Regions from separate parts of the Sus scrofa genome. Here all the other regions are linked to region 1. Evidence: chromatin contacts called from public Hi-C and promoter capture Hi-C data. All regions are on one chromosome and are shown on one strand. Each heading gives the region's core, a stretch centred on a gene start, on an enhancer-like site or on the middle of the called end of the contact. The rest is flanking DNA. Distances are from core to core; before and after follow the strand shown.

Region 1 (4,684 bases), core at 1,455-3,954:
GGACTGACACAAAGTAGGTGTTTAAGTAAAGGTGAGCCATTATACTAGTACTACTCCTAGTACCATCAAGTAGTACTATTTTGCCAAACATTGAAAATACTCTTAGCATTCTGAATTACTGACTAAAATTAGATACTATTAAAAAACAGATGTTAAAGCTGAAGCTAGACTGACAGCAAATTTAAAGCGCTGCAACTCTGCCTAAGTGATTATAAATCTACATAACAAATCTATCAAGAACAATCTGAGGAGAGCAGTTTCCCAAAGTGCAACTAACAATTTCTTCCCTTACACAAGGGGGCAGTGATAACAAGAAAAGAATGGGGCTCTGTAACACCTCTTCCTACAGACAGTAGGGGGTGGCAGTACATATGGCTTACAGTCAGAACAAAACAGGAAGACCCAACAGAATTGCTCTTTATTCTTCTCTGGCCCTCTCCCCTGTGCTTGAGCCTCAACATAGCCTCAAGGTGAGGGACATAGCAACAGAAAAGACTAAAACCCAAAATTAATCACCAAGGAAAATCCAATTTTGTCTTTGAAGCAAATGATCCCGTCAATGGCTGAATCTGAATCCAGGAGGAAACCAATCAGTATACATTTTCAGATTATCTGGCAAATTACTGTTCTTATAGGAACAACATTCTGGCAAGTAATTCAGTTTCTCAGCAAGAATTGTAACATAAGACACTAAAATCTCATCAATAATTAACTATATCCTAATGATCACATGCAGATATTTGTGCTTGTTTCATAGCATACACTCACCGAATGTATGTATATAAGTTGTATTGAATAGCTCATGGAGCTGTCTTTTGTTACTTCTGAAATTCCAGCTATGTTCTAACAATCTTCTCAAAACACAGATATTCTTCTTAAATGGAAGTCACAATGTTTTGCAGCATGTGAGTAATTATATATATATACACACATATGAGAGAGAATAAGAATATTTAATATTTTATTTCTATGCTTACATTCCTAAGATGATCTACCTGGGAAATGCTGCAAGAAGCGCTCCACTGACAGTATCCATGTTGTTGCTTTTCATGCCACATTTATTGTATTCAATTTCCTTTTCCCATTTTCCCACCCCAACATCAAGAATATTTCACTACTGTCATTCACTGTAATTAACCACTGCAATAGCTTTTGGCTCCAACCACTCAAAATGCCTGAAAATTTATCCCTTTTGTTCACCATATTGTTTTGTTTTCCTCATTCCAGAAATTTTCACCTGTGTAAAAATGAAGAAAGGGGTACCTACAAAAAAATGTCCCTTTGCCTAATGAGCATGAACTCAGAATTATGGTCAAGATGAGGGGTGTTTTGTTGTGTTGGTTTTGTTATCTTTTTTTTCCCCCCTGGAGAAGAATAGACAAGACAGTGAAAGACACTCAAAACACCACATCTTCTTCCTAATGTTAATTATCATTCTTTATGATGGGTGAAAACCATTTCAAACATTCCACACCTGGAATAGAACACAGGCAACGATTGTATCAGGGCTCTACTCGCTGACGGCAACCCCTGGAATTATTTTAGCCCTATTTTTCCTTCCCCATCTCACAACCAGACACAATTTGCTTGTTTCTTTCACGTGAACACTATCTCAAAAAATAGCATATCATAGCTCCTCTCTATTTCCTGTGATAAAATATCTAGCAATGAGCCTTATTAATCTCTGCTGAGACTGACTACGCCTCCTTTCCCAGAGGAATTAGCAATATCACTAACAACACTTCTACCGTGAATTTCAACGCCACACAGGCCAACCCACCCTGTGCCTTACCTGGCACATTTCACAACTACTTTTATGCTGCATTCTGGGGGCACATTTTGCAACTCGTTCTGCACCACATTCACTGCCACGTTTAGCAATCTGCCTCGCATATCCTCCTGGGTCCCTGCCATCCGGAGCCTCTCTCGGTACCAAATTCCACGACACCTTCGGTGACACCGAAGTGACCGACCCTGGACTCTTCTGAAGACATCCGAATGCCACATTTGGAGCCAACCTTCCACTATGCCCTGGACACCGGAGTCACTTCACTGCCCATCTCGCTGTCTCCCCGCTCGCCCCCGCCCCTCTCCCCGGAGCCCAGGCGTCGGAGGCAAACGCCCCTGTCACTGAGGCGACCCTCCCTTCCCAGGTTCCCGGGGTTTCTCACCTGATGCTCTGAGGGGGGCTCGCTGCACCTCGGGGTCAAGCCCCAGTCCCCGGAGTCTCCTGTGAGGACCGCGCCGCCCGCCGGCGCCGCCCGCGATCCCAGAGCACCTCTCTGTGCTCCGACGCCTGCGGAAGGTCTGCGTCCGGGAAAGGCGCGGCGGGGCCTCCCCGCAGCGAGCGCAGCCCGCGGCGGTCCTCCTGTCAGCGGCGGCTCCGGTGAAAGCTCTCGCCCCTCAGTTCCGTGGCGGCGGCGGCGGCGGCGGCGACCGCGGGCGCCTGGCTCCGCCTCGCGCGCTGCACAGCCGGGAGGTGAGCGCGAGGGGGATGGGAACGGGGGCGGGGCCGCCCGGAGGAGGGCGCGGAGGGCGGCGGCGGCGGCGAGGGGGCAGCGCCAGCGGCCCCGGGCCGGGCGCTCGAAGCACTCGCAGCTTCCCTGGCCGGACGGGCGGCTCGCACGAGGCGGCTGTGCAAGCGGGCCCTGCGAGAGCGACGCGCCCAGCAACCCGCGCCCGGCCGGCCGCTCGCTAGCGCCGCCGCCGCGCCGGGGGCGTCGCACCCTCCGAGGCCGCCCGCAGCCCCGCCCCCTCCGGGCCGAGGTGGGGAGGAGCGCGAGCGCGGAGGGAGAGCGCGTGCGTGGGGGCGCGTGCGTGGTGGAGCGCGCGCGCCCCCGCCCCCTCTACAGTTTGGGGGTGGGGAGTTGCTAGGAGAGAGAGCAAAGACGGAACCCTTTTCTGCACCGAGAGGTGGGGCCTTGGCTCCGCCGCTCTGGGAGGTCTGGGCATTTCTGTTTCCTCAGGGGGCTTGACTGAGTGGTGGGCATTCGTTGGGGAAGAGGAGAGGGGCGCTCAATAGCAGACAAGGCCCTAGATGATTGGGCTCCGCCCCCAGGGGTGATGTCACTTTCGAGGTGCTGCTGTTGTCACGTGCGCCCACTTCGGGGGCCTGTCTTGCTGCCTTTGATGGCCAGAACATTCCTCTAAATTTCCACCACTTAAGTCACCCCTTACATTTATTACTCCTAGAGTCGTCGAACCCTGAAGATGTCAGTAATTCTTTCTCTGCTGCTCCCTTGTAATCTGTAGACTGCTTCAAAATGCCATAGGTGGCTGGTGTAGGAAACAGAATTAAGTGCAAACCCAGGAATTGGGGAAGAGAAAAGTGTGGGGAGGGGGTAGACAGAAAGGAGAACTTTTCTTTAGAATCATTGCTGAAATTCACCAATCACAACTTGAGAACCTCTGATGAAGTTGTGACGCTCCTTCTGTCGATGCCAGGTTGGACCAGAAGTAATGTGGTTTTAAGAGCTAGTCGGCAAGGCACGGAAAGCCACCGCAGTAAAGCCTTCTTGAAAGTCAAATTTCCCCCCACGTCCCTCCACCTGGATCTTCTTCCGCTTTATCTTCCTTTCCCTTGCAACATAGCAAGTCTACTGTGGAAGCTATCTGGACATAAATTTTTTTCGTGTGCTGTAAGATGATGCAAAGCAATCACTATTACCTCCTCTGCCTGGCTAGTCTTCCCTTCCGCAAACTGAAATGACCTTTCAGTGGTCATCCCTTCGCTAATGAGACACCATGATTGGAAATAGATGCACCAAATTACTTCAGTCAAGCAAGCTGTGTCGGCGGTGTTTCTAAGAGAGGTTTATTTGATAACAGTCCTTTAATCTATTTCATCCGGAATTTTCTTTGTGGTTTTTTTCTTTTCAAAATTCGTATTAATTTCAGACAAAGCAAGAAATTGACTATGAAGCCATTTCCAACAAGTGTCTATAGCGAGTACTTGAGAAGTTAAAGCTAGAGCGGCTTTGAATACTATAGCTAAAACGGCAAGGTGAAGGATTGGTTTATGGAATCTTTTGTGAAAACTCTGCAAAGTTAGATTACTGTAACTAAAACCTATTGATTTATGGTGATAGAGGCAGAGTAGTGATTTCTTGAGAGGAATTGACTGAGGGGGTCAGGAGGAGCTTTCTGAGTTGCTGGAAATGTTCAATACCTTGATTTAGCTAATGATTACAAGGGTTAATATATGTGCAGAAAGATTGGTGAGCTTTCTGTATCGGTTTTTATACAGTTTAAAAAATTGTATATATACACAAAGAGGCATCACAACATTATCATGATTGGAATCTGGAAACCTGGAATTAAGTCTCAGTGTCACCCACTCCTTACCAGCTATGTGCCCTTGAGCAAGTCTGAGCCGCCTTTTTCTTCATCTGTCTAACATGGGTGATGTCACTTCACAGGATGGTTGTGAAGATTGAAATGAAATTATGTTTGCAAAGTACTTATCACAGACCCTGGTACCTAATAGGTGTTCAGGAAACAGCTATTGTTATGTTATTCTTCTTGCACTCAAATGTACCCTATTTAATTCTCTTTTGGTCTTTTTTTATTTATTTTAAAGATTACTTTGCATCTAAGCCTTTGTCTGTGAGTTTCACTGAGCTAATAACATTCCTTTCCCTAAGAAATAACAAAAGGCAGTCAGGGGTGTAATGTGTTGGTTTTC
Region 2 (4,684 bases), core at 1,468-3,967, 220 kb after region 1:
GCATACTTGAGCATGTGGGTTCAATCCCTGGCCTCGCTCAGTGGGTCGGGCATCCAACATTGTTAGTGAGCTGTGGTGTGGGTCACAGATGTGGCTTGGATCCTGAATTGCTATGGTTGTGGTACAGGCTGGCAGTGTAGCTCTGACTCAACCCCTAGCCTGGGAACTTCCATGTGCCAAGGGTGCACCCCTAAAAAGCAAAAAAAAAAAAAAATAGAAAGCAAAGACTCACTAAAAAAAAGGTAAAATATCAAATAATTTTATAATAATTATATAAAATGTATTAATTTACATAATTCTATGTTGAAATGATAATATTTAAAACATATCACGTCAAATAAAATATACTATTAAAATTAATTTCACCAGTTTCTTTTACTTCTTTTATGTGGCTCCTAGAAATTTTCGCATTCCATATAGGCTTTTGCATTGACGGCTCACCCCGTAATCTCTGCGGTGGTGCTGATCTAGAAGGTGCCTTGCACATAATAAGCAGGAAAGGACCATCAATAAATATTTATCAAATGAAAATAGCCCATCATTACCATTATAATTCAGGACTGACCTCCCTCATAAGGCAATTAGAAAAAAATGATTAATAACCATGACTATAAAGCACATAATTTAAAAATTATAAAATCATTGTTAGCAACTAAAATGTCACTCTTCAGAGGAGTCACTTTGGCTTTCAGATCATTCACCTGCAGCCAGACCATTTTTTTTGCAAAAACCACAGCGAGTCAAAATCATGCCCATGAGTCTGGTTAAATCCTGTAGCTACCTTATAAAAATTCTAAGGCTGCTGGACAGAAATAGATATATGGAGAGAAGAGTGGCGATTTGAAGAGTGCACCCATTCCATGTGATGTACTAGCCACCCCAGCCTCGAAGAGACTGGGCATCAGGAAGTTGAGGGGAGGGAGGGGGAGCAAAAAGAAGAAAAAAGCGAATTTCCTGAGAAAACAATTCAGTATTTTGAGGCCTGAGGGACTCAAATCACTCAGTCATAATCCCCAGGCCCTGAGATCTGAGATGAGAAATGCGAACAATTGAAAGGAAGCAGGCCCTCTGAGCGCCTGAGGTCAAGGTGCCAGCCAGATGCAGGCAGGTTCTACACGGTCCTTTCAAAGACTGGCAGTGGAGCCTGCGGGACTTCCCGAGGACAGACAAGTCCAGGCCGGTTACCAAATCCCATGCTAATGGCCCGCAGGCATCACAACCTCTATACAGCCCAGGGGAAAGCCAATGGGGGTCTTTACCAGACAAGCATTTCCACCTTCCCCCCCTACCCCCCCGCCCCTGCAAAGCTGCTGCTGCCACTGTATACTTTTAACTTACCAGTGGTACTTGTAGAATTGACTTGCTAATGGCAAATGTTTCCAGCTGTACTAAAACCTTGGCACACTCATAGCCTGAAGCAGCCCACCTCACCAAAAGAAAACCACACCAGCCTTGACCAACATGTGAACCTAAATCCTCTTCCTATCGCCAAAGTGGCGTGTGACCTTGTGGAAACTACACAACTGCTCTGGATCTCAGTTCTCTCATCTGCAGGAAGTGGGAGGTGATCATTCCTACCTTGCAGAACTGGATGTAGGAAAAGACCCGAGTCCATCATCTAAGGCAGTGCCTGAGCAGAGAAGACCCTCAGTAAATGCGAATTGCCATATACAGCCCCAGAGATGCCCAACCTCTCAGACGCAAGGGAGAAAGCGAAGCGTACCAGGGCCATGCTAAAATCCATCGCCAAGCACAGCTGACTGGCTCACACAGGGGTCATACCCTTGGCCTCAACGCATCCTACCAGCAAAGAGAATGGGCTATGAGCACACTGTAAAAAGAACTGTGAATATAAATAATTGTGCCAGCCAGGTCCAGGCAGGAAAGAGATGGCAGCACGCACAGAAGGGGTGAGTGATGAGAACTGAATGAAGTGCCAAAATGTGGGCACAGCAGAAAACCACCAAGGAACCAGTCCAGATGACTAAGCATCCTGGAACCCGTAACTGACCACTTTGAGGCCTGGAGTGACAAGGGGAAGGGCAGTTACCAGCATCAAGAGGGCTATAGCCCCACTTCTGGGCATCTATCAAGAGAAAATCATGACTCGAAAAGATACACATAAACCTATGTTCATTGCAGCTCTCTAAAGAGTAGCCAAGACATGGAAACAACTTAAATGTCCATCAGCAGAGGAGTGGATCAAGAAGATGTGGTACATATACACAATGGAATATTACTCAGCCATTAAAAGGAAAGAAATAATGGCATTTGCAGCAACATGGATGGACCTAGAAATTATCACGCTAAGTGAAGTCAGTCAGACAGTGAGACACCAACATCAAATGCTATCACTTACATGTGGAATCTAAAAAAAGACACAATGCACTTCTTTGCAGAACAGATACTGGCTCACAGACTTTGAAAAACTTACAGCTTCCAAATGAGACAGGTTGGGGGTTCAGGGGATGTGCTGGGGGTTGGGATAGAAACGCTATAAAATTGGGTTGTGATGATCGTTGTACAACTATAAATGTAATAAAATTCACTGAATAATACACACACACACACACACACACAAAGAGGGCTGTAGCTATAGAAGAGGGTGACCACTGGCCTGTGACCTTCAGTAGGGGAAAGCTGCCAAGGCCACACCACTGCCCAGCAGAGAGGGAACAGGGGAATAATTAGCCCAGCCGCTCTCTCCTCCCGCCCTCTGGACTCCCGCCAGGGCCTCTCATTGGCTGAACTCAACGGGGAGCCAGAGGACGAGGGGACCTAGTTAAGGCAATCCACTGAGATCAGCCTCTCAGCCGGAGAGCAGGGTGGAAAGCGGATCTGGAGGGGAAAATGGAAAATATATCCAGCACAGTAATTACGCTACACAGAAGCAGTGAAGAGTTTAAATTAGTTTCGGTGAGAACTTGACAGCCCATCAGAGCCTTTTGAAACTGCCCTTCATTATAATCACAGGGAGAAACCAGATCGACAGACCCACCCTGGTGGGAGACAAAGGTCCGAAGAACCACCGTGGGATACTTATCTGCTGCTGGAAAGCGGTCGAGGGCTCACATTTCACAGCAGTCCTGGCTGTTCCGACAGCCCGCAGTGAATTTCAGAGTGTCTGTTTGCTAACAGTCTCAGTTAAACTTGAGACACCCAGGAAGTGTGACTCAGACAAGTTCAGAAACTCTCCACAGACAAAGACTGGAATAACCAAGATTTAGCGCAAAGATACTGGGAAATACAGTGTCGGCTGGTCCCTGGGTGGGAGACCCCTCAGCCTGGTCGGGGAGTTGAGGGCCACACCTCTGCTCTGAGGTCCAGGCTTTCCCCAGAACCCCCAAAGCTTGGCTCCTCTGGGCCCTCCTCGCCAGCCCTCAGTGGTGTTCGCTCCTTAGCAAATGAGTTCCCCTCTTGAGAAGTGGAGCGGCTGATGCCAAAACTAGACACATACAAAGAAGGGGTCAAAACCAGAAGAAGCCTAGCACTGGCTTCAGTTCTGTCTGGCTCACAATTGACCTCAACAACTAACTAGCTAGCTAACTCACTCACTTTTTTTCTTGTGCATTTTTCCCATTTAGATTTACTTATTTATTTTTGCTTTTACTTAATTTTAAAAATCACAGGCGTTCCCATTGTGGCTCAGCAGGTTAAGAATCCAACTAGTATCCATAAGGATGCAGGTTCAGTTCTTGGCCTCGCTCAGTGGGTTAAGGATCCAGCATTGCCATGAGCTGTGGTGGAGGTTGCAGATGCAGCTCCATCTGGTCTTGCAGCAACTGTGGCATAGGCCGGCAGCTACAGCTCCAATTCGACCCCTAGCCTGGAACTTCCACATGCTGCAGGTGCGGCCCTAAAAAGAAAAAAATAAATTAAAAAAAAAATTTTTAATTACAAACACACAAAAACTTCCCATAATTGAAATTAAAATTTAGCCATGTCTTCCACCCCACTCCACCCCCATTAAAATACAGATGTCCCGGCCTGGCCTCAGAGATTCTGATTTAATAGGCCTGGGATGGGACCAGGGATCAATTTTTAAGTGGCAAAATCCCCTAACATAAAAGTTTTAACGCATTAACTGTTAAAACACGTGTTGAATGCCCATGTCAGATACTGTGCTGAGAGATACCACAATGCCAAGACTAACACTGCTGCTGACTCCTAATGGGAAAGCCGGCAATGACCCTGGTGTCCAGGGGATCAGGGCGAGGGAGCGGGGGCAGCTGCGGGAACAGCGGCAGAGAAGCCTGACCCGCTCTCCGGACCAGAGAAACACTTCCATGAAACCAACATTTAAGACCGAGGAGGAAAAAGAGGAGTGAGCCTTGAGCCACGAAGGAGACAGATACCTCCCTGGGCATCTGACCACAGATGGTGGGCACGCCCATTAGGTGCCCAGTCCGCAATGTCAGGGGTCTTCAAGATTGTGGAGGGCTTGGATTAACGTATGTTTTCCTGATTGGCTTCAATGCACCCGAGTTGGGCAGCATGAATCTGCCGGGGGCCTCTAAGACGGCACTGAAATCCCACATCCCTCCACCCCTTAGATGTTGGGTGGTTCCCATAGGTTCCCATAGGTCAAGTCTCGTTACCAGCTTCCCGCGGCTGCAGTAGGAGCTCTGATGGGCTGGCTAGAGGCCAATCACCCTCGCACCTGGGAAGGTCCCAGGAACTGCCT
Region 3 (4,684 bases), core at 961-3,460, 160 kb after region 1:
CTCTTTAAACACTAAACTAGAAGTTGCTCAATAACATTTTACAGGCTGACCGCTGGAACTCTCACCCCTTTCAAGAACACCATGATTCTTTTCACAGAACTTAATTTTCAGAAACACTTGACATGTAGAAGAGTTCAAAACTGAGACGTAAATTGACATCTCCAAATTTCGTTATTGAAAAACCTTCAAAAATCTATGGTTGACACTCATAGGCATTAAATAAAACCTTAAAATATGCCTCAGAAAGTACTGATTATTGAGTGCTTACGGTATACCAAGTATGATGTTAAGTGCTTCATTTGTCTTTTCTCATTTAATCTTCACTGCAATCTTTTGAGGTAGAAAGTGTTATTTTATATAGATGTTGGAGTGGAAAGAGAAAAATCTGGGTCCAATATGTACCAAGGTGTTTTTCTTACTAGCAGGCAACATCAGGGAATGAGAAGCCCTGCTTTTGAGCCCTGGCCTGCCACTTACTTTGTGTCCTAGGGCAGGTCACTTCCCTTTGACTATTTCACCCGGATTTCAACTTCCTTCTCTGTTAATCATTAATCATTATAATTGTTTCCATTCGGGGAGGGGGGGGGTCCTAGCTCCAGCAGAACAAACACTCTACCTACCATTTCTCTATTATAGTTTCAATCCAGGATGTCTTAAAGATTTTGTATCTTTAAGCATCTCCTTTTGAAAGGCAAAAACCATGGGGAGAGGTCTTAGGTTAGTACTTAGCAGTTAATGCTTCCATTAGCAGTTAATGCTTTAATAAGGATTACTTGATAGCTGGCTGAGAACAAGAAGAGAATGTGGGTTGGGCTACCGGGGATGGAAAGGTACTGGAGATGGCTGATGGGCCAATAAAGTTTGGATGACACAGTGCCCAAAACAAAGACTTCACCTAAGTACCTTCTTTTTGTCTGGGCTCCAATCGGCTCAGGCTATGCCTTAGAAGTTGGTGTGAAGGCAGGGAGTAATATTCAGTGTGTAATAGTGTCATCTGGCCGAAGTTTGAGTGAAGAAGTGCTGAATGAGGAAAACCAAGAAGTGAGCTCTGGGGAAGGGCTTCCTTCCCAGGGAGTGAGGAATTTTGAGCACTTCCTAAGGGACAGAAGACTGTGCTTATAATCAGGAGCTTTGCCGATTATAAAACTGGGGAAATGGTGGGGAAAGAGTGTTGGAAGATAAGGACCAGGGTGTGGCTAGGAGGCCCTTCTAATAATCCAGTTAAAGGTCTTGGGGCCCAAAACTAGGGTGGTATGATAAGGATAGAAGGAAGGGTGTGATGCTGGGGGAGACCTGGACCTCATCTGGACCAGGGGATTGCGGAGAAACCATAGACCCTAGGGGTTCTGGGAACTGATGAAAGGTGCAAGAATTTCTATTCTCCTTTTTCCCTCTTCTCTACCCGATCAAATATGCCCTAATGTGACATCAGTTGGCAAGTTATAAGGTGCCTCAATATGCACAATAAGTGGAAGAGAGTCATCTCTGCTATGAAAATCGCAGACAAAAATAAACCTGGCAGAGGGTGAGTCTAGCACAGGTTACACTGCCTTCTTTCCAAATCTGCAGGCACTAGTCTAGACCTCTAAGAATCTCCCACCTTGGGAAAGGAAGCCGCGATTACTGATAACCAGGAGAACCTGTCCCAGTTCTGCCGCTGATGGGGTGCCTCCCTTAATAATTTACTTCTTCCTTTTTATGTTGGACCAGGCATTTCAGAGATGCCCCGCACAACTCAGACTGCAGGGCTGCACTGTCTTCCCCTCTGCCAGTGTATCGCCTTTGATATTATTTTATTCAATTAAAAATATTTTCCCTTCTCGTTTTTTAATCTCATTCTTTGTAAAGCACAGCACTGATTCCAGGCAGGAGTGAAGGCCTCCATGTCTGGGTCTGGGCTTTGGACATCTGCACAAAGCCAAGCCGCCTCCTCCTCCTAGAGCATCTCTTCTCCGCTCGCCGCTTTGCTTTACCGACCGCATCCCCACTAGTTCCCACGGCAACCGGCAGGGCGCCCACGTCCGGGTTCGGGGACGCCTGGCCGCCGCCCAGCCCCGCCCCGCCCCCACGGCCGCGTTCGCCCCACCCAACTCCCGCGCGAGGAGGGAGGAGGCCGGGTTGCCAAGGAAACGAGAGGACGCCAGGCAGGCGCGCCCACCGCCTCCGCCCCTAGAAAGCCCGACCGCCTTAGCAAAAAGCTGCCTCCCAGGAGGAGGAGGAGGAAGAGGGGGCCGGTCGAGGGAGGGGAGAGGAGCTAGGAGGAGGAAGAGGAGCACAAGGAAGGCCCCGCGCGATTGATGGGCGGCTCCTCCGCCCTGGACCAGCCCGCCCGCCCCGCCCCTCAGCCCCTTTAGCCACTCGCAGAAGGAAAGGATTGACCCGCAAGGTAACTGTCCGACTCGTACCGGCCCGCCCCAGCCACACCCACAACTGCGACTCCTGGTCTTCGGAGGACAGGGGCGAGGTTGGGGGGACGGAGAAAGGCGACCTCTCCTTGCGACTTTGATTCTAGAGGGAAATCGGGCCTGAAGCCTGGGGGCCTGGCCGTCCCTTCCTTCTGCTGAGCACAGCCCCTGTATTTTTCTGCCTCAAAGAGACAGATGTGGGGGACTCTGTGATCACTTATTTGCAAACTGGCAGCCACCCTGCACCTACATAACTTCCGCTCAGACTCCCCTGGTCTGCGAGTCCAGGAGAGGTGTACAGGGACCGCGGCCCCTCTCTGAGTGCAAAATTATGGATATTGTTGAGAGCATGGAATTGCGTGTCAAGCCTGTGACCTCCCCGCCCAGCCCCAAACTTTCCCAATTACACGCTGAGTCTCTCTCTTCTGGGCTTGATGGTCAGCCTATGACCGCCCAGCTCTTTCAGTTTCACAGCAAAGTGAAGAGTCACCGCCAAAGAGCTTTTCTTACAACTGCTATAGCACAGCACTCCCCACCCCGCCCCTCGATTTTCCGAGCCAAATTGGCTGGAAAAGTCAAACCATCTACCCTCACCCCTCTCAATTCCCAGAGCGGAGTGTTAGGAAATCACGCATCTCTGTTGCTTACACTCAAAACATTTTTATAAGTTAAGATTTTAAAACTCTAAGACGTTTTAAAGCTAGATGTAAACAAATTCCAGAATCTTTGTCATTACGAATTAATTAATTGTGTGTAAAAGGATGAATGAGGTCTCCTGCAATCCTCCTTTCCAGCACCCACTTATGCAAAAGGAGGAATTTATAAACCTGATGGACATGTATGAATATAGCCATTTAGATTCTGGCTCAGAGGAACCTTCAGCCTAAAGAGGGGCTTCCATTTACCTTTTTCTTTATGACTGAACTAAGAAAATATTCACTCTAAGGACGTTTCTAATATGAGACCATAGTAAGAAAACAGTGAAATCGCTTGACGGTTAATCAAAAGAATCCCCTTCCCATCAATTCTTTTGACATAGGCAGCCAGAGAACAGAAAGACAGCATATGTGATTTTTTAGAGACCTGAAGGAAATAGATTCTGCCATCAGATTTTCTTCTCCTTAGTCAGGGAAATGCAGTTTGAGTTCACTGGCAGTTTACACTAGAGAGGAATTACATATGTCACAAAGTTCTCAGAATATGCCTCACTGAAATTTCACAGATCTGTAGAATTTTGAGGCCAAGAAGAATCATTCACTCTCGCTTTCAGCAAAGCAGGACTCCCTTTCCCACATACCTCCTACTCCCTTCTCCTTTCCTGCTCTCCTTCCCTGTTTAATATGGATTAATCTTACGTGGATTTCTGAAGCACAAGTTTGGCACAATCTATTATCACCAGAGACGAAAACAGAAGCATGCATAGCCCGGGAGGGGATATTAAATTGAGAAGCAGTTCAAAGGTGAGAAACAGAAGAGAATACAAAATGCTATTTGAGACACATGCTCCCTGCCCACATTTTATTATCACTCTCCTCCCCTCCACCTGTCTGAATTTGCTAAGGAAAAAAATTTTGGCTTCGAATGGCCATCTGGTTGAGTAGGCCCGCAAAGCTGAGATTCACAAAGTCAGCATTAGCTCATGTGGCTTTGTTTCCACATCGTTATTTCCGTTGCTTGTTCATCCTGGTCAGTTTTTCTGACCTGTGATACAGTAGGAAGTTCGAGAGACACTTCAGAAACGTAGAGAGTGTTTGTCCGGCCTGTGGTGGTCTATCGACGACGGTCTCCTTGATCTATCGCTAATAATCTGCTTCCTTGGGGCAGAGTATTAATGTATTAATGTATTTAAGTAAGAGATTACATATGGCACCAGGATGCTTCTAAATATTCATGTTATAGGAGCGTATAATAATAGAGACTTAAGGGGAGGGCAAAGAAACTTTTGTAGGCAATTTTAAAGTCCTTTATTTGGTAAGTGATTGTGAAGTCAGAGATAACCTAGCAAGGAGTAGCTCAAATAGTGTTATTTCCTACCTTTTGAGACAACGTGATTTCAGGCCTCTTAACTTAGAAGCCTCCTTAAAATAACACTGCATTAAAGCCAGGATGGATTGGCTGGCTTTTCTATGCTAATTTTGTAACCAAAATGTACCATCCCCGTGGATTCTGGGATGCGCTCCTTTATCGACCACAAACATCCTTTCATTATGAATCCTTATGGTCTCTGTCTGATTAATATTCAGACAGGTTTTCTTTCCAACAGTAGCAGCAGGGGCTCA

The links. Promoter capture Hi-C pulls out the DNA fragments that hold promoters and counts their contacts. Hi-C and Micro-C count contacts between places; a contact is called where the count stands out from the background.
Region 2: a promoter capture Hi-C map of fetal skeletal muscle shows a contact between it and region 1, with 7 times the contacts expected there. The contact joins the enhancer-like site here to the promoter of TANC2 in region 1. A contact is called at or near these places in 2 of 5 promoter capture datasets (fetal liver and fetal skeletal muscle), 8 of 47 Hi-C or Micro-C datasets (alveolar macrophages, embryonic fibroblasts, mesenchymal stem cells and 4 more) and 2 of 2 datasets of contacts at active chromatin or transcription factors (alveolar macrophages and skeletal muscle).
Region 3: a Hi-C map of fetal skeletal muscle shows a contact between it and region 1, with 1.9 times the contacts expected there. The contact joins the promoter of MARCH10 here to the promoter of TANC2 in region 1. A contact is called at or near these places in 4 of 47 Hi-C or Micro-C datasets (brain, embryonic fibroblasts, fetal heart ventricle and 1 more) and 1 of 2 datasets of contacts at active chromatin or transcription factors (alveolar macrophages).

The regions. Positions count from the first base shown.
Region 1 is chr12:15,811,127-15,815,810 of Sscrofa11.1, forward strand. It overlaps TANC2 (protein TANC2), which reads right to left and starts at 2,705. Exons shown (of 27, transcript XM_021068126.1): 1 at 2,172-2,705.
Region 2 is chr12:16,034,929-16,039,612 of Sscrofa11.1, forward strand. The region is part of intron 8 of MARCH10 (probable E3 ubiquitin-protein ligase MARCH10); the gene reads left to right. All of the region lies in intron 1 of LOC110256164 (a long non-coding RNA gene), which reads right to left. Among named protein-coding and RNA genes, the nearest start is that of MARCH10, 67 kb to the left of the region's middle. Within about 2 kb of position 2,718, at least 38 of the 83 cell types and tissues checked have an H3K27ac peak or open chromatin away from gene starts, as enhancers often do. A contact at or near this core is called in alveolar macrophages, fetal liver, fetal skeletal muscle and 4 more, where this site is marked.
Region 3 is chr12:15,967,705-15,972,388 of Sscrofa11.1, forward strand. It overlaps MARCH10 (probable E3 ubiquitin-protein ligase MARCH10), which reads left to right and starts at 2,211. Exons shown (of 11, transcript XM_005653890.3): 1 at 2,211-2,386.